Linked DNA regions of Mus musculus: all the other regions are linked to region 4. The links are chromatin contacts, called in public HiChIP or PLAC-seq and promoter capture Hi-C maps. All regions are on one chromosome and are shown on one strand. Each heading gives the region's core, a stretch centred on a gene start, on an enhancer-like site or on the middle of the called end of the contact. The rest is flanking DNA. Distances are from core to core; before and after follow the strand shown.

What was found. Promoter capture Hi-C pulls out the DNA fragments that hold promoters and counts their contacts. HiChIP or PLAC-seq counts read pairs in DNA pulled down with a chosen protein or histone mark.
Region 1: a contact with region 4 is called in a promoter capture Hi-C map of pre-B cells, with 3 times the contacts expected there. The contact joins the promoter of Rnasek here to the promoter of Ndel1 in region 4. A contact is called at or near these places in 4 of 39 promoter capture datasets (the C10 cell line, erythroid cells, neutrophils and 1 more), 1 of 484 Hi-C or Micro-C datasets (B cells), 1 of 115 datasets of contacts at active chromatin or transcription factors (regulatory T cells) and 1 of 9 other capture datasets (adipose tissue).
Region 2: an H3K27ac HiChIP or PLAC-seq map of double positive thymocytes shows a contact between it and region 4, with 7 times the contacts expected there. The contact joins the promoter of Pld2 here to the promoter of Ndel1 in region 4. A contact is called at or near these places in 2 of 39 promoter capture datasets (liver and pre-B cells) and 1 of 115 datasets of contacts at active chromatin or transcription factors (double positive thymocytes).
Region 3: a contact with region 4 is called in an H3K27ac HiChIP or PLAC-seq map of double positive thymocytes, with 6 times the contacts expected there. The contact joins the promoter of Gabarap here to the promoter of Ndel1 in region 4. A contact is called at or near these places in 1 of 39 promoter capture datasets (pre-B cells), 1 of 115 datasets of contacts at active chromatin or transcription factors (double positive thymocytes) and 1 of 9 other capture datasets (liver).

Annotation. Positions count from the first base shown.
Region 1 is chr11:70,238,094-70,242,758 of GRCm38.p6, reverse strand. Rnasek (ribonuclease, RNase K) reads left to right here and starts at 2,907. Exons shown (of 3, transcript NM_173742.3): 1 at 2,907-3,103; 2 at 3,745-3,821; 3 at 4,289-4,636. The coding sequence starts at 3,026. The coding sequence ends at 4,430. It overlaps Gm40191 (a long non-coding RNA gene), which reads right to left and starts at 3,748. Exons shown (of 3, transcript XR_879979.3): 1 at 3,565-3,748. Alox12 (arachidonate 12-lipoxygenase) reads left to right here. Exons shown (of 14, transcript NM_007440.5): 13 at 1-74; 14 at 195-1,302. The coding sequence ends at 374.
Region 2 is chr11:70,538,232-70,542,874 of GRCm38.p6, reverse strand. It overlaps Pld2 (phospholipase D2), which reads right to left and starts at 2,603. Exons shown (of 25, transcript NM_008876.3): 1 at 2,261-2,603; 2 at 1,921-2,030; 3 at 1,682-1,812; 4 at 1,436-1,578; 5 at 955-1,060; 6 at 809-874; 7 at 233-291; 8 at 22-114. The coding sequence starts at 2,029.
Region 3 is chr11:69,987,670-69,992,657 of GRCm38.p6, reverse strand. Gabarap (gamma-aminobutyric acid receptor associated protein) reads right to left here and starts at 1,288. Exons shown (of 4, transcript NM_019749.4): 1 at 856-1,288; 2 at 215-293; 3 at 1-76. The coding sequence starts at 945. Ctdnep1 (CTD nuclear envelope phosphatase 1) reads right to left here. Exons shown (of 8, transcript NM_026017.2): 5 at 3,929-4,045; 6 at 3,719-3,830; 7 at 3,092-3,176; 8 at 2,057-2,681. The coding sequence ends at 2,621. It overlaps Gm51904 (a long non-coding RNA gene), which reads left to right and starts at 4,045. Exons shown (of 3, transcript XR_003949710.1): 1 at 4,045-4,988.
Region 4 is chr11:68,851,686-68,856,357 of GRCm38.p6, reverse strand. It overlaps Ndel1 (nudE neurodevelopment protein 1 like 1), which reads left to right and starts at 3,223. Exons shown (of 9, transcript NM_023668.3): 1 at 3,223-3,416.

The sequences.
Region 1 (4,665 bases), core at 1,658-4,157, 1.4 Mb before region 4:
CGCTACCTGATGTGCAGAAGGCCTGTCTTCAGATGACTATCACATGGCACCTGGGTCGCCTGCAGCCAGACATGGTGAGTAATGACCACGGAGTAGGAAGTAATGGCTGGGGGAGATGTGTCAGTGTGAAGGGCTGGGCGTCAGGAGTTCTGTCTTCCTACTGGAGCCTGAATGGTCCTTTCTTTCTGTCTCAGGTACCTCTAGGACACCACACAGAAAAATATTTCTCAGACCCAAGGACCAAAGCTGTGCTCAGCCAATTTCAAGCAGATTTGGACAATTTGGAGAAAGAGATTACAGCCCGGAATGAGCAACTTGACCTGCCTTATGAATACCTCAAGCCCAGCCGCATAGAGAACAGTATCACCATCTGAGGCAGAGCTGCTGGGACCCAGAAGGCTTCGTCAGCCCTAGGACTGCCACTACCCACTTGATTCTGTGCCTTCTTATGTCTGCTGCTGAGACTCTAATTCCTCTCCTGACTAAACACTCCACATTAGTATTCTAACTACAGGGCACTAAATGTCTTGCTGTTATGAGGAACAATTTAGTCTTTGGAGGGCCACCCACTTTCTACCACAATTACTTAGCTTTCTCACTATACCACTAGTGTGTGACTATGTTCCAATAAAACTTTAGGTATGGACACTGAGATATGAACTTCACATGTCACAGGGTCTTTTTTTGGCTTGTTTAGGCATTTAAAAATAAAAACAAAGCCAGGTGTGGTGGTGCACTCCTTTAATCTCAGCACCTTTAATCTCTGGAGGCAGATGCAGCAGATCTCTGAGTTCAAGGCCAGCCTGGCCTACAGAGTGAGCTCCACGACAGTCAGGGATGAAGCCCTGTCTCAACAAAACAAAAGTGCAAAACCAGGCGTGGGGACACACGCCTTTAGTTCCAGCACTCTGGAGGCAGAGACAGGCAGATTTCTCAGTTCAAGGCCAGCCTGGTCTACAAAATGAGTTCCAGGACAGCCAGGGCTACACAGAGAAACCCTGACTCGAAAAACAAAACAAAAACAAACAAAAAGTGCTTTGCATGATTTCAGGTTAGATTTGGTCTAACCTCATACAGACCTCAGGCTCCAAACCTCATTTTCAAAATATCCAAGAGCCATGGTGGAGGAGAGGAAAATTGTATTTCTGGATAAAATCAACTACTTCAGCTAGTTCTCCTTTGCCAGGAACCAGACTTCATGCTTGACGGCCAACGTGTAAATTTCAGACTCTCTTCCCCTCCACGTTTCCATTTTGAACACATACCCTGAATAGTTCTAAATAAAGGTGTTACTGGCCCCAAATAAAGACCAGTTCACCAAGTTGTTTCCTTCCATAACAGTCACCAACAAGAGAGGCAGGAAGCCCTTGTTCCCAGCCCGTGTTTCCAGCTCACGTACACCCAGTGACAACCATGTGCCTCACAAGTTCTCTTCCCCAACCATGTTAAGAACAATATCTACAAAATACACAGAAAAAAAAATGGCACAAGATTCAAGTCCATGAGCGTGTTCCTGTTTGGTGCTGGGGGCTTGAGATTAAAATGCATTCTCTCAATTGTTCTGTGGCTGCCGTCATTAGGATGGGCACACCAATCTCAGTGCAAAATTCTTTTTCATCACTGGCCCTAAGCTGGAACCCCAGCCCTGGAGGGGAGGGAGAGCTCTCTAAACATCTCCAATTACCGCCAATACTTACTACAAATGTTTCTTACTAGTGGAGTTACCAAATTTCTCCGGTGGAGAGGAAGGCCTAGTCTTATTTTTACATTTATGGGGCTTTGAATGAGAATGGTCCCATAGGATCATGTAGGTGAATGCTTGCTCAACAGCAGTGGAACCCTTTGAAAGGATTGCAAGGGCTAGGAAGTGTGGCCTTGTTGGAGGAAGTGTGTCACTTTTTTGAGGTTTCAAACACCTATGACAGTCAGTCCTGCTCCCACCCCCCACCCCCAAATCAGGATCTAGTTCTCAGCTACTGCCCCAGACCATACTGTGTATGCTGCCACGCTCCCCCCACCATGAATAATGGAGTAAATTTCTGAAACTTTAAGCACGCCCCCAGCTAAATCCTTTGTTTTGTTAAGAGTTGCCGTGATCATGGCGTTTCCTGACAACACTGGAACAGTGGCCAAGTCACAGCTTGTGTCTTGTCTTACTCAAAGAAGCAGCAGGAATATTTCTGTTTATTTTCTCCTTTCTCCAGTACACTTAGCAAGGCCGCTTTCCTTCGTGCGTCCAATGAGTCTGCCTTTCCTAGTCCCTTATTTTTCCTGAATGTAGCATTTACAACGATACTGCATTTCAAGTGAAGCATTTGCAGGATCAAGAAGTCAACTATTTAAAAGCGTCCCTCAAAGCAGGATGCTTAGCCTCAGGAGGGGACTCTTCTATTTTCTTTTCAAAGTGTCAAAGCATCTTTCAAAAGGGAGACCTGGATAGAAGCGATAGGCCGGCACATCGAATCTCCAGGACTCGCTTACCGGTTTTCCCATCACAGAAGACCACCCAAGACTAAGAAGGTATGTAAGGATCCAGACGGCCCCAAGCTTCTTGTCCTGACATAACAATCCTAACACAATTCAACTCAATTGTGGACTCCTTCCTGACACCAGGTTACAGCTGGTTCCTGGTCATGTGATCCAACAAAGTAGGTCACGTGAGAAGCCTGCTCCTTCCATTCCAAGCCGGGGTAGGCGACAAGTGATAACACTCAGGCCCTAGCGTCTGCACCACTCAACACTTCTGCCACTCGGTTCAAGCAAGACTTGTAGAGTTTCTGCTTCTGTTTCCGACACCGTGTCTCCTCTCCCCAAGCTTGGCCCACCACGCGTCACAGCGTTATCTTCTGAAAGTCACCCCTCAGAGTGGTCGGCGCCCGAGGCCACGCCCCCCCCCCCCCCCCCCCGTCGCTCTGCGCCGCGCAAGTCCCCAAATCCAGCTCCTGTCCTAGCATTTCCAGGGTTCCCTCTCCCGGCTTCTGTGCTCCGCTCAGTCTCCAGCGATCCCTCCCTACCTCCGCCCTCCATGGCGTCGCTCCTGTGCTGTGGGCCTAAGCTGGCCGCCTGTGGCATCGTCCTCAGCGCCTGGGGAGTGATCATGTTGGTGAGGGGACTAACCCGCGAACGGGTCTGAGGGGTTCTGGGGTTGAAGGGCTGGGACACGAGGAACCGCAAGCCTTAGGAAGCAGCAGACTGATTAAGGGGCTGACTAAATAGCCGCTGGAAAACGAGACGGAACTCAGATCCAGACAACTGGGGAACTGGAGCGAAAGGGTGCTGGGGCAGGACCCTGGGAATGGGAGCCAGCTCGGGCAAATTTGCGGACTCCCCAAGGTAAACAAGAGCGAGGTCCCTGAGACTTGCGTGAGTTGAATGGAGGCGAGGGTGAAGTGTGCTTGCCCCCGAAAACGGTAGCTGAGGCCTTGCTTCCCCAGGGCCCTCAAGGCCGCCACTTCCAGAAATATGAAGTGTTTCATCTCCATCTGCTCCCATGATAATGACGCGCCTCGGAGAGCTGTTTGCCATATACCTCCCTATACCCAGTCACTCTTCCCAAGGTCCTACCTCACGCCCTGTTCCACATGGCTGAGTCCGAATCCAGATACAACCACCAGATACAACTAGCCCTTTCTAGTTCATCTCTGGCGCAAGTGTTGGGCCAACATTAGACAGGGGAGGAGCCTAGGGAGCGACCAAAGAAGTAAGGTAAGAATTTGACAACCTATCTATTCCTTACTCTTCCAGATAATGCTCGGGATATTTTTCAATGTCCATTCTGCTGTGTTAATTGAGGACGTTCCCTTCACAGAGAAAGATTTTGAGTAAGTGGTCGGGTACTTGGGCGAGTTGGGCGTGGATGAGGAGTAGCATGGTTTGGGTTTATGGGGAGGACACTTCTGAAGACTGGACATTTGTGGCCCTAGGTTGGGGACTTCAAGAAGAGGGCTGCTCTCTACAAAGTAGTTGGGTGGCAGCACGCAGGGTCCTAGTTTCAATCCCCAGCGCGAGAGACAGAGACACAGAAAGGCATGTACTTAGGAGCAGTCTTGCAAGCCACGTTTCCATGGCTACCCAAGCCCACCAGCTTAGATGTGGCCTCTTCCAATATTTTGCCTTCCTGCTCCTTGGTCTACCTCTGTAAAATGGTTACCATGATAGAATTCATTTGGTATGCTTCTTGGGAAGACTAATAGGAGTTAAAGTGCTTTAGCATGGTGTCTGATGCATAGAACTTGCATATTGGATGCTCTGAATGGCTGACATTTCCCTGCTCGCTCGCCACCTTCAGGAACGGTCCTCAGAACATATACAACCTGTACGAGCAAGTCAGCTACAACTGTTTCATCGCCGCGGGCCTCTACCTCCTCCTCGGAGGCTTCTCCTTCTGCCAAGTTCGTCTCAACAAGCGCAAGGAATACATGGTGCGCTAGAGCGCGGTCCGCCTCTCCCTCCCCAGCCCCCTTCTCTATTTAAAGACTCCGCAGACTCCGTCCCACTCATCTGGCGTCCTTTGGGACTTGTGACCCTAGCGAGACGTCATCCCTGGCCCTGCAAAACTGCGCCCAGCCTCTGGAGGAGACCGAGGGTGACCGCGCCCCGTTCTGAACTACAATAAAAAGAAGCGGTTCCCCCTAAGCTTGCTGTCTGTGCTTTCAGGGAGGGGCG
Region 2 (4,643 bases), core at 1,354-3,853, 1.7 Mb before region 4:
TTAGCTCCAGCCCTTGCTCACCTCTTGGACCATCGATAACAAACTTGGTCTCGGCCACAGAAGGTGAAGCCGGGAACTCGATGCCCGCCCGAGCGCTTCCGGATCACCCCTTCCCTACAGGGACAAGCAAGATCATTGGGGACCCTAGGCACACTGTACCGAGTTTTATTTTCAAGCAGGAAGATGGAGACTTATGCCTGCTGAAGGCTGGGTAAGGAGTTCCCACACTCACAGTCCTTTGGAGCCAAGGTCTGGGATAAAGGAAAGTTGACTGACTTCCAGAAATTCTGTCTGCAGAGGAAGAAATAAGTTTAGGGGGAGACTTGGCTTTCAGCCTCCCCTGCCCTACTAACTCTGCACCCTTTGTCCCCTGGGGATCTGATGATCCTCATCTACTTCAAAAAACACAAGCATCCTAGGGTATGTTGGCACACACCTAATACCAGCACTTGGGAGCAGAGGCAGGTGTATCTAGGTCAGTTCAAGGCTAGCCTGGTCTACACAGAAAGTTTAAGGCTAGCCCAGGTTTTACAGTAAGACCCTGTTTTGTTTTGTTGTTAAGAATAAAAACAGGTGGGCTAGAGAGATGGCTCAGCAGTTAAGAGCACTGACTGCTCTTCCAGAGATCCTGAGTTCAAATCCCAGCAACCACATGGTGGCTCACAACCATCCCTAATGAGATCTGAAGCCCTCTTCTGGAGTGTCTGAAGACAGCTACAGTGTACTTACATATAATAAATAAATCTTTAATTAAAAAATAAAAACAGGAGGGAGAGAGAAGGATCCACCCAGGCATCCAGGACCTTACCATGGCGTGGTAATTGCGATAGAAAGACATGGTCAGGAGGCGGTTGAGGTAATTTTCCAAGTATTTCTGAAGGGAGACGGAAAAGAAACAGATGTAGCCAGAACCTTTTGCATACTGCACACCTTGCTACAGGACCTGCTGCATACCTGTTTGCTGGCTGTGTGTCTGGCAGAGCCCTCAGAACCTCCTCGGGGTAGGGAGGGTATATCCTCGGCGGCTGCCTCTCGGGCTGGAGAATGGGTCACAGCAAAGCTACAGAGATGAGAGAAGACTCAAGAAGGAGCTGGAGACGGGGCCTTGGAGGAAGAAAGGCTAGCAGAAGAAAGAAAGAAAGAAGAAAGGCAGAAGAAAGAAAGGGTCTCTGTCCTGGGAATGGAGACAACTGGGAGGAGGGGGTTGCTAAGGACAATTCTGGGCATCCAGCCTGGCTAAAATATTGGCACAGTACTATGGAGGAGATCCAAGCAGGGAAAGTTTCCTGGGAACCAGGGACAAGGGAGGGGGCACGGCACAGAGCTGAGGAAGGAAAATGCCCAGGGGATAAGAGTCAGACAGACAGGAGTGAGTGAGGCTGCCATGGGGTGAGAAGTACCTGCCTTTCACGGGAAGCAACCGAGTTCTACTCACCGAGCCAAAGGGAGCAGACTCATCAAGACTTTGTGTCTCTGGAGGTCCCGATGCAGCTCCTGAAAGTGTCGGAACTTCTTCTTGGTTGTCCAGGTAAAGTCACCATGCGTCAAGCGAACAGAATATAGAGTACAGGTTCCCACCTGGGGATATGAAAATCTAAAATATGTCTTCTGGCCCAACCCAGGCCTCCACTTGGGCCAGGACTCCCTCTCTCGCCTTCCCTGGTATCCGCTGGTGACTGACCTTGGATCCGCTGGTGTATCTTTCGGTGCCCACCACCTGGGCTATAACAGGGACCCCAGGGGCGAACACCAAGGGGTGTGCTTTCAGAGGCTGAAGGTCATAGATGGCCAGATAGGGATGCATTCGATCAGCTGGGAGGGGAAAAAAGCAAAACAAAAACAAAACAACCCAAGGGTGTAAAGATCTCAGGAGGCCTCAGATCCCTATCTCCCCTCTCTGGGAGCCATCTCCCTCTATACCTGGATCCTCTCCTTCCCTCAGAGTGTCAACCTCATCTGGCTCCATGTGCAACTGGCTGGAGTTCAGATAGTCCCCATAGGGAAAGAGGTTCTTCTGGGTTACAGTCATCCTAGGAATATGAGGAAGCCTCAGGAAGGGACTCGCCCTACAGAAACACCCCTTCCCCATCCAACGCCCCCGGTCGGTCCTCTCCCGTCTTACTCAGTGACTCTCAACGTCTAGGGTTGTAGACCGACGCCCCTCTAACACCCACCCCTGCAACCTCCATTCCCTCCCCCAGCCTTCAACCAGAGCCTCTCAGCCCCGCTTCTCATTCCAAATTCAGGTCCAAAAAAGCACCTAGCTAAGGTGGGATGGCCTCGAACTGGGGCGAGGTTAAGTCCAAGGGAGGAGCCCTGGTGACAGCGAGGCTCGAAGTCAGGTCAGACTGGCTGGAAGCAAGGGTCCGGGCGGGAATGAGGAAGTTGCGCGCTCCCCGCCCAGGAGAGAGATCCCGAAATCTGGACGAGCGGCTGAGTCAGAAGGCCGTTGCAGCTCCAGCCCGACAGCGTCCCCGCCCGGTTCCCGGGGCTCCGGACCTCAGCCGCGCCACGTCCCGGGCCCCCGCACCCTGGATGCGGACCCCGGCGCCCGTGCGGGTTCGCAAGCAGGCAGAACTCAGCCAGGAGCCTACACCCCAGAGGGCCGGGGCGGGGCCGGGGTTCAGAGCCTGCCCTCGGGGGGCGGGAAGGCCCCCAGGGCTCACCTCCACGACTGTCGCGTCGACTGGGTCCCGCCCCCGCCGTCCTCTGCCCGCCCTGCGTTAGAGACGCCCGGGCCCGGGCCGCCCACTCCGGAGGCCGCCCACTCCCCAGGGCTGTCTTCTTCCTCCAGCTGCCCTCGGGGCACCTGCTGGCTATGTCCAGCACCCCCCAGTGTGCGATCCACGTAGTGCACATTCCTCTACTGCGCGCGCGCGCGCGCGCGGCCATTGGGTAGTCTGGTCCCCAGCACTGCCTGGAATCCGGGCAGAACGGCCTGGGTTGCGAGGACCTGCAGATGTCCCCTTGGTGGGCCCGGTACAGATAGCCTTTGTTGATGGAAGGTAATAAGAGCATAAAAAGCCGAGTGACTGCCAAGTTCGTTGCTGTATGAGAAATCGCATTCTTCATTCTTGAAACGCTCTTTTAACGCAGGAGTGATTAGCCCGACACTGAGCGACAATAACAGACCAATTTCGGAACCTGGAACCTAATCGCCTGTAAATTTCAGTCTGGAAAAAACTTTTTTTCCCCAGATCCTAAAGGCTGTCCTTTTTTTCCCTTCCAAATTTCCGCTGAATCATCATTTGAATTGTTTTAGGTTTTGTTCACTGGAAATGAACCTCCAATAAACATTTATGTGCCAGTCATTTTTGTGGACTTATTATTTTAATTCCTCTTCTGTAAACAACTAGAGTGGAACTACTGGGTCATATAAGTGTATGTTTAACTTACTGTTTGCTGTCGAGGTCTGGGCTTGGCAGTTTGTAGCTCAGCAGCACAGAGAATTGGAGAGAGTATTGTGAAGCTTGGGCATTGAGACCAGCTGAGGCTACACAGCAAAACACTGCTGAAAAAACAAACCCCGGGGCTGGAGAGATGGCTCTGTGCATGAGCTGAGGACCTGAGTCTGATTCCTAGCACCCACATGGCTGCTCACCAAGCAGTCCCCAGGGGATCTGATGTTCTCTTCTTGCCTCTGTGGCCACTGCACACACAAAACATTTATACACACAAAGCCAAAATAGAGAAAACAATTAAATACAAAAACTTTCCAAAATGGCTCTTCTATTTTATATTTCTAAAAACCAGTGTATGGTACTTCTGTTGTAGCTGCTCCATAGCACGGTGCACATTCAATTCCATAGATCCTTCCTGTTATCCATTAGAGTGGTCTGAAAGGTTTACCACTGCAGTCTTAATTGTACATCTCTGAATATTAACAGCGTTAACTGTATTTCCTATTGTCTTAGTTAGGGTTTTACTGCTGTGAACAGACACCATGAAAGGCAACCCTCATAAGGACAACATTTAATTGGGGCTGGCTTACAGGTTCTGAGGTTCATTATCATCAAGGCCGGATCATGGCAGCATCCCAGGCAGGCATGGTACAGGAGGAGCTGAGAGTTCTACATCTTCATCTGAAGGCTGCTAGCAGAATACTGGCTTCCAGGCAGCTAGGATGAGGGTCTTATAGCCCACACCCACAGTGACACACCTACTCCAACAGGGCCACACCTTCTAATAGTGACACTCCCAGGGCTGAGGATATACAAACCATTACACATATGCTTAAGTATCTTGATAAAGTATCTGTTCATCTTTTCCTAATTAAAAACCTTAATACATATGTGCATATCTATATATTAGATAGGATACCTCTATGTCAGTGGTTTTTCAGCCTGCAGATATCCTGCATATCAGATATTTACATTACAATTCATAACAGTAGCAAAATTACAGTTATAAAATATCAATGAAAATACTTTTATGGTTGGGGCTCACTACAACATGAGGAATTGTATTAAAGGGTCACAGCATTAGGAAGGTTGAGATCCACTGCCCTATGTAGTCCTGGCTGGTCTTGAAATCACTATATATAGATAAGGCTGGTCTCAAACTCACAAGAGATCTGCTGTCTTTTCCTCTAGACCCTACATACACACACAAAGTATTTTTTTAAGTTAAAAAAAAAATCCAGT
Region 3 (4,988 bases), core at 39-2,538, 1.1 Mb before region 4:
TTGTTGACAAAGAAAAACAAGGCATCTTCAGCACGGAGATGAATTCGCTTCCGGATCAAGAAGTAGAATTGACCAACTGCCAAAAACAGGAGATGCAAGCAAGTCACAGAGGTCGTAGGCGCCTCCAGAGAACAGCTGCCAGGTGAAGCCTCCTCCCACAGAGTTGGCAGGCCCACCCACAGAAAGAAACGTGCACCACAGGTCAAGCCCTCACCTGTAAGATCAGAAGGCACCAGGTATTTCTTTTTGTCCAGGTCTCCTATCCGAGCTTTGGGGGCTTTTTCCACTATCACCTGATAAAAGGTAAGAATGAGAAAAATGAATATATATATATATATATATACATACATACACATATATATGCTGCTATATCGATGAAGAACTCAACATACAATATTCCCTTTTACTGAAACCTACTGGAATCTCATTTCTCTAGTTATCCTTATATACGTGGTGCACACAGCATTAGGTCCAAAGCTCCTGGCCTCACTCTTACCTAAATATTGAGAACTGATCCTAGAACGGCGCATCACAATAACTATTTTCACCAGAGAATACAGGATGACTTGTTTGGGTCAAAAATCTACATTAAATCTAGCTAGTTGGGAGGATGGCCATGGAAACTCTGGGTTGTCAAGCTCACTAAGGCCTCTATTCTGAGAAATACCCTGATCTCTCTCTCCCGTCCACATCTTAGTCCCCAGCTCTACTTCAGGTGAGAGACCTCTGGTACCAGAGACAACAGAGTTCTAACCCCACGACAGACAGAGCCTGACTTCAGCTTTCCCAGACTCAAGCATAGCCTGTGGCGACAGCGTCAGCGACGCTAGCCTGGGCCCTGGCTACTGTCCTTACCGGGACCCGGTCTGGGTATTTCTTTCGGATTTTCTCGCCCTCAGAGCGGCGCTTCTCGAACGGATGCTCCTCTTTGTACACGAACTTCATTCTCCCGAGAACCGGGCTGGACCGAGCTGGGCTGAGGGAACCCAGGGGGGGGGCCGGGACAGGGGGCGGCGGCGGAGGCGGCTTCGACGAACAGACTTGGCGGAGCGATCCACGAATTTGCGCCACTTCCCTATTCATCAACCCCGCCCCCGACCATCGGACCGGCCCCGCCTGCTAACATACGCCACTAGCTCAGCTTGCTAGCGCAACCCGTAGCCTGGTCCTCTTACGCCTTCAGCGTAACTGCTTTGGAATCAACTTGTGGGTTACACATATGACATCGCAGATAAGGTTGCTGTTGTTTCGAGTGAACTGAAAAACCCTTTCCCACAGTACAAAGTTGAGGACGAAACTGGTACCCAGTGGCAGTCATGAGATTTAGTTCTGCAGTTCTCGGAAATTACGTTGGGGAAAGGCAGACAATTACAAGTCTAGGATTTCATGAGACGTGTTTCTACGCTGAAGGTGGCCGTTGACACCAAAACAAAGTAGTACCCAAGCTGTGGATATGGACACCATAAGACAGAAAGGAAAGAGGTTTGCAGACACCCAGGGAATGCTCAAGGCTCAGGCTTATGTGAACCAAGAGAAACTGCAAAAGCCCCAAAGATAAGGACTACACCAGAGCGGAGGAACACATTTCTGAGTGTAGATAAAATCATGTGACCTCAGAAAAGGGCGGAGAATCACGTGGCGGGTGGCGAAAAGTAGTCCCGGCTCTGGAGAGGAGGTGCCAGGAAAGAGGGTTCCGCCCCAGGTTACTGCTGGAGTGCCAACACCTCGTAGGCAGCGCCCTCTTAGCCTGTCCACGTCAACTTCCCAGACAAGCCCAGCCTTTCTCCAGCTGTATGCCCTTCCAGGGTTCTAGAGTTTTCCCTCTTTAGCCTTCTATATCCTACTTTAAAGTTGTTGGTCCACTGTCCATCAGGGACTCCATCCAGTCAGTGGGGCCTTTCCTGCCGAACACTGAACATAAACTACTTTATCCCTGTGCTAAATCCCACTTCCCCCCAACTCCAAACAGCATCTTCTCCCTCTGCTTCAAGGACAGAGCAGATGTCAACAAAGTTCCCTCCATTTCCAAAAACATCAGAGAAGGGTCTAGGGCAGCTTTGGTTTCAAAGTTATAATGCATGGTTTAAAAGAGGAAAGAAGAAAGGAGCCGATTACAGGTATGGGGGATTGGGGAAAGAAAAAAAATGAGGAAAAGTAAGGGGGGGACAAGTCTGAGGAGGATCCAGTGGCCCGAAACCCCAGTCCCCACCCACAGCCCAGCCCTTGGAGCAGGAGTGAAGAATTAGATCAGTTTTGTATAAGAGTTTTTAAAAAAATCAAATCACAACAAAGTTGAATTGGCTTCTTTTGAGCCTCTGGGATATGTCTGTCACTCTGGCCAGTCCTGCCTCTTCACCAGACTGTTTCGGCTCCTCTAGGCCTTCGCCTGTCCCAGTCTGGCATTTCCACGGAGTGTGAACCCAGAGTGAGGCTGCTTCACGGTCTGGCCCATGTGTCCATCCAGACTCCATAAGTGGAGTGTAGGGCTCCCAGGGCAGAGGGGTGGGAGGGGCAGACTCTGCCCAGGCAGTCCTCACATTGGACAGGGCAACAGACGGTGTCCCAAGAACTCTCCCTCCCTTTCCCCTCCACCCCAACTCAGGTGGAGGGGGAGCAGCTGTCACCAGAGCCTATGTTGGTGAAGGTTTCGGCTCAGCACCGATCGGACATCAGCAGTGAACCTGAAATGACAGTAACTGGTGTTGGTGAAATACCTTATAGTTGACACCCTCACAACACTAGCACAACGGAGTCTCACTGGACAGAACAGAACTTGATACCACTTTCACACAGTGACAGAGGTTGAATCTGATAGAAGCCAAAAGGCCACAAACAATGACAACTGGAGTAAGAAGACCTGGCCCAAACACTTAGACTCTGAATGACTTTTTTTCAGTTCTTAACCCGCTCCCCACCCCACCCCCGCCCTCTTTTTCTTGGCAACCCAAGCATTGCCAGTTTTGATAGTGTACTCCTGTAATCACAGCACTTGAGAGGTAAAAGCAAGTTCCAAGCCAGCATGGACTATATAAAAGAATGTGTTTAAAAAAAAAAAAAGAGCTACCGCCTACAGGCCACACACTTCCCTTACCTGAGGGCATCCAGCATTGGGAGAAGGTTGAGAAGGGCTGTGTCACTGGGGTCACTGAACCAGGATTTGATGGGGATGGCATTGTCTAGGGTAGGTAAAATTACAAGTGAGAAAAGGCAAAGAATGCAGAAGAGCAGGTGAGCCTTTCCTGAATATTATTACTTAAAACTCCCCACCACAGTCATCAACCACCTAAAACCCTTTTTTCCCCAAATGCCAAAGCCAAACAGATTTGACACCAGCTTGAGGTAGGCTTCTAATAAAACTGCCCCATGCTCACCTGAAGTGAGCTTCATAGGGAAGTCCTAGTCATATAAAATGGACACGTAAGAGTGGATACCGCACTTAAAACAGAGAAACAACTTACATCTAGATCTGTAGTACAGCAGGGAACCCAAACTCTGCACTCGGAACCAACTCTCCTGCTCCTAGCTCCTTGCAGTCAACCTCTCAATAACGCTTGCCTAGGTTAGTGTGAGGTCACTAACACTATCTGTGTCACCCTCAGAACCACTATGACAGAGGTCAGGCCAGTCTGGGTTATATAAGAAGACCCTGTCTCGGAAATAAAACCCAAACTAAAATGTCTTAGAAGCATGTCCTGGTCCTGACAGAACTTTCTCATACCTGGGTGGCTCCTGTAAGCCCCGGGGGAGTTGTCCAGGATCACGATGCTGGACAGGTCGCTGTGGACCACGGAGAGGTCTTTGATGTAGCTGCCCAACTCCAAAGTGCAGTGCTGGAAACAGAGGACTATGGAGCACACCCGCCCCCTCGTCCCCACTCCTACCTCCCATCCTGGTACTCTGCCTCTGAAACCTGACTCTGGCTCCTTACCTGTCTGTAGTATCTCCTCTTAAGAATGCTTCTGCTGTTGTCCAGTTTATCTGCCACAGCAGAGCCATAAATTTCCATGCTTGCTGTGAACACCACAAGCTCATACCACTGGCTTACCTGAAGTAGAGTAGAGAGGAATACAGTGTCATAGAAACTAATCAACATTTAGACAGAATGGTTCTTTTTCAGCCTAACCCTTTCAGCCTCCAAGTAACACCGAATGTCGGTGAAAACACAAAACACTTGAGCTCCCTACCAAACTCCCACGCTCAGTGTCTGGGGAAGGCCCTTGAGACTCAGAGATACAAACGTAAAGGCCAGGATGCCTGTGAAAGAATGGGACTGCATCACTAACCCCAGCTACTGAAAGCCATCCCCTTGCCTGTCCTCCCCACAGCCTCTCCTTATTCAACTGTCCCTACCCACTGTCCTAGTCTGCTTTCCTCTTGTTATTAACACTGACCAAAACCAACTTGAGGAAGAAAGGGTTTATTTCATCTTATAACCCCCAGGTCACATTCCATCACAGAGGGAAGTCAGGAAGTCAAAGCAGAAAGTCAAGGCAGGAACCTTGGAGGTAGGAAGTAGTATAGACCACAGGAATGCCGCTTACTGGCTTGCTTTCTTACACAACTCAGGACAACCCACCTAGGGACAGCACTGCCCTTCGTGGACTAAGCACTATCAAGTCACCCACCTCTGCAACAAGGACACAGCATATTCTAGGTTCTCAGGCTCACGAATGCACAACTATTTTAACGTAAACTGAGTACGTTCTTTTACTACATATTCGCCTTATCAATTCTGCTCCTATTCTACTATCTATTATCCAATTCTACTACAAACTGACAGCAGAAAAATGGAATCTTGCTTTGACAGACCGGACCATGTTGATTTGAGAGAGGACTGTGGAAGCATTTGGAGCTTTCGAGCTCAAGAAACCACTGAATGCTTATTGCTTAGAGGGCTGTTCTGGGAGAGCTTAGAAGACAACACTGAGAACTATGAAGACAATGGTGGCTTGGCTTGTAAAGTTTCAGAGGGAAACCAAGACTACCAG
Region 4 (4,672 bases), core at 1,974-4,473:
GAATCAAGGCAGGAGGCAGAGAGAAAGATTAAGATTGGGTCTGGCATGTGCTTTTGAAACTCTAAAGCCTACTACCCCTGGTGACACATCTCCTTCAAGAAGCCCATGCCTCGTAATCCTCCCTAAACAGTCCACCAACTGGGAAACAAACATTCAAAGATAAGCACTCATGGGGCCATTCTCATTCAGACAACCACAACGGGACACAGTGGTGCATCTGGTTAGACTCAGGGGAACTTCTGGATGCAGACTGCCAGGGTGGGTTGGAGCGGCTGTGTGGGCTCTGATCCTTCATGGCAACAGTAGCAAGGAGACAAATCAAGTTTGGAAGCAGGGACGCTCTGTATACAGTGGAATTTTAGTGATATTATTCTCAAAGCAATGTAGAGACCGCTAGGGTGGAACAAGAAGTCGTTCAAGGGAGGGAGATTGGGGTGGAGATGAATAGGAGACAATAGATAAACAGGTAAGCAGGAGGGAGATGCAGGCAGAATAAAGTGGAAAAATGAATGAACTTGAGTTTGTAAGGGGAAAGTTGAGACTGTGTGGTGACCACACTGGTGAACTGAAAGCCAGGCAGGGGACCATTACAGGAGATTCGATGAAAAGTTTGTGTTTTCATGACTAGAACATAGCACAACTGAGAGCATGTAAATAATTCTAGAGAATTCAGTTGAAGCAGAAGGAAGATCTATTGGGGTTTAGGAAAGTGGGCATGAGGCAGGTTGTTAGATTACTGAGATCCCTCGATCTGATCTCCACCTTTAAGGATTAGCAAAAAAAAAACCATATCGATTAAAGGAGTATAGAAAATTAGATGGAAGTATTCCCCCCCCCCCCCCCCCGTGTGTGCGCGCGCACACACAGGCTTTGTTGTTTAAGTCCAGGTGTTCTTATGTAGAACTGTAGGCTGTCCTGGAACTTTCCAGGATTACGGGCGTGCACCAGCACACCCAGTGAGCCTTTGATTTTTGTGGTGTCTTATTTACCTGATCCCTAAGTTAAATATGTTCCATCTCCTCAGAGTTTCCGCAGCAGGTTTATATGCACTGCGTAACTGTGCTGGCTAGTCTTATGTCACCTTGACACACAAACTAGAGTTATCTGAAAGGAGGGAACCTCAACTGAGATCCAGCTGTAAAGAATGTTTTAATTAGTGATCAATGGGGGAGGATTGTGGTTGTTTTCATCCCTGGGCTGGTGGTCCTGGATTCTATAAGAGAGCAGGCTGAGCAAGCCATGGGAAGCAAGCCAGTAAGCAGTACTCTCCCTCCCCAATCCCCATGGCCTCTGCATCACCTGCAGCATCCAGGTTCCTGCCCTGTTTTGAGTTCCTATCCTGACTTCCTTTGGTGTTGAACAGTGATATGGAAGTGGAAGCTGAATAAACCCTTTCCTCAACAACTTGCTTTTCGGTCATGGTGTTTCATTGCAGCAGTAGAACCTTAGCTAAAATAATTGCCTTTTTTGAGTATGGGATGGGCCAAAGTCCAGCATTCTCACTAGCTGGAGTTTGGACCCAGATCTCTCTTTTAGTAGCTGATCACCCTTTACCCATCGGAAGGGTGGAACTTGATCTGTTTCTTGCATTTTGTAGCAGAGAAGATGTTGGGATATTTACACGTGTTCTCAGAGATTGTTACATTGAACTTTCTGGGTCAGTCCAAAAAGGACCTTGTACTGGAACCTATGGGAAGTGCCCTGGAATGCTTTACAAAGTTTGAAGGGTACAGCAGCTCTCACCTTTTCTTCTCTTACAATGCTAGTTTTATAACTTGTGCTTCCTTTTGAGACTGTCATCTTCTTTACTGATTTATTTCCCATGGATTTGGTGTAATGGAAGGAGGTCGGGCAGTTTGCTGACTCTAGGGTACTATTCCAGCCTCTGGGCCAACGAAGATCAGAGCAGGGCCTTTGGCTTCTGAGGGCTCTGCCAAGCTAAGCCCATTCATTAAGAAGGGGATGATGCCAGTCCTAGGGGCAGAGCAAATGGGAGGGGCAGCAGCCTGGGAGATGATGTCACTGTTTTCTGAAGGGCCTGGCCAGCCATTAGGTGACTCAGTGTGTTTCTTAGCACCTCAGCCAGGAGGCAGGACAGAAGCTGTGGCCTTTTTATCTTTTCCTGTTTGGGTGGGACGGTTCCTGTCTTGGCACCGGGTCTATAGGAAAGCCTTCATTAATCACTTCTCTGCCTTAAGTCTGATTAGATTGAGCAGAGTTTCAGGTAGGGAAGCCAGACTGAGTTTCAAAGCTGTTCCAGGCCACTGGCCTGTAAAGCAGACCTTTTTTTTTTTTTTTTTTGAGTCTTATGTTACAATATAGATCTAATGATTCCAGCTTCAAATGTTGTTGATGGTTAACAGTAGTGTATGGAAGGCACTTTAGCCCCACGGTCTAGCCTATGTTTCCCTTCTTGTCAGCGTAGTAGTGGATAACAGTGTAGCTTCTGAGTTTGAATTTGCGCTGTAGGTGAGTGACCTTGGGGAACTTCATCTTGCTATTTCTTACTTGTAAATGAGAGTGACGTGGGGTTACTGTGACAAAGCAATGCACCCCAGTGACTGGTACAACTACGGGCGCGACAAACCGCACAGTGAACTCATAATCTCTTTTTAAAAACCCTATATCCTTCATAGTGTAGTTCAAGACGCTCTAGACCCCAGTAATCTTCCTCTGCTCATCAGTTTGGGTTCTCCTTAAAAATCCATCTCGCACCGTTTTTTGTTTATATTGACCTTTCCCAACCGTATACGTGGGCTCACCTTGTCTTTCTTAGGCTCAGCATATGTCTTATGCTATGTTGTTTTGTCTTCAAACTTCAAAACCAATCCCAACAGCACTGAAATAACAATTACATTGAGCATGAGACAGCTAAAGTTCCTATAGTTGTTCCCCAAATGCCTTTTTTAAATTTAAGTTTCTAGTTCCAGGACAGTTGTGTATTTCTCCTGTCTCCTTCGTGAGCTAGTACTCTATACTGGCTTTATACTGGCTTCCCATTTTAGCCTAGGGAACTACTCTCCTGCGCAGCACAGCTTCCGGAGACAGCACAGGGCTAAAAAACCCACCTCCTTCGGGGGTCCGGGGCGGCGCCTGCGCAGGACGCTGTCGCAGATCTCACGTCAGCGCGCAAAGCCTAGGTCGGCTCCACGTGACTCTGGCCTCCCACCGCTCCGCCCCGCACGCCAGCCTGCTTCTGCGCATGCTCTTGACTCCGCCCCCGTGCGTCACAGAATGGCCTCCGACACCCAGGGAGCCCCTGACGTGTCGGGGAGGAGCCCGGTGCGGGGATACGCGGAGTGGAGCTCAGGGCTGCGGAAGGGAGCAGAGCTGAGCGGCTGGGCGGGCCTGGCCAGGCCAGCGGAGCAGAGACGTCGGCCGAGCGGCGGCGAACATGCGCTTTTGACACATTGGCGGTGAGCTCCCGTGCGACGCAGCCTCTGGGGTTCGAGCCAGGCGGGCAGCGCCGAGGCCTGCCCCGGGGGAGCCTGCCTGACCGCCGCCGGGCTGGGGCTCAGCCCGCTGGGCCAGGCCGGGCTTGGGTTCTGGGGCGGCCCGTACCGAGACAACTGTTCCAACCGCTTTAACTGTCCCCTCCTTACTGGCGGAGGTGTGGCCCACCGGGGGCACCTGCGGGAGAGCGAGTCCCGGGCTTCCAGAGGAGGGACGGAGGCCGGGACGTGGCACCGGGGGCTGAGGCGCTGACGGCTCGAGGAGTGGCCCAGTTGGGGTGGCGGAGGCGCGCCCAGCTTCTCGCTCCACCCATCCTTGATTCCCTGGAGCTGCCGGGGTGGTTAGGAGCCGGGCAGGATCTTGATTTCCCAGCGCCCCAGATGCGGGAGGCGAGAGCAGGAGCAGCCCGCGTTGGCAGAGACTGGCAGTCTCGTGACTGCCTGCCCCGAACTGCTAATCATCCTCTTTGGAGTTGGGGAAAGTCTCACTAACCAACCGACCCCGGTTGCTTGGATTCGCTTCTTATTTTTCTCTGAGAAACGATGAGGTGACTAACACTTTTAAGTTTAAGGCGAGTGAGGGTCCTTTTCATTACCCGGGCCCATTCCTGTAGCGTTTGTAAACATTTTAGAACATTTGCTGTTTGTACTTGCGACGGATACTGTAAGTCACTTTTTGCTGGATGGGGAAATTGAACCTAGGTACAGGAGGTTGGGGCAACTGAGTGATTTTTATTTGGGTTCCACTAACTGGTGAGAAGTTTAGCTTGGGTTACAATTTACCTTTCTAAGCTCAGGGTTCTGGTTTCTGTTTTCATGAGATTTTTTTTTTTTAACTTCTTCAGCCGGAAAGAGGACTGAACATTGGACTTGTTAAAGATAATACCAGAAGTTACTAGATGACTTATTTATTTTCGAGTAAATTGACCAAAAAAACCAAAAAAACCCCAAACCAAACAACAACAACAAACAAAAAACCCCCAAAAGCTCAGTTACTAGAAAAATCTTATCCTGAAGCTTGCTCATGAGTGGCTGGTTGTTAGTCTGAAAATTATGTTGCTTTCACTGCACTTAAGAGGTAGGGTAATGTCTGCCAAATCAGAAAGCTGAGAGGGCAAAGCTCATCATTAAGTTAAGGAGTCAAAAGAGACCAAAGGACACCCAGTTGGGGGTATCTCTTCTGAATTGTTGTTAAAATCTTAGAGTAGGAATACATAAAG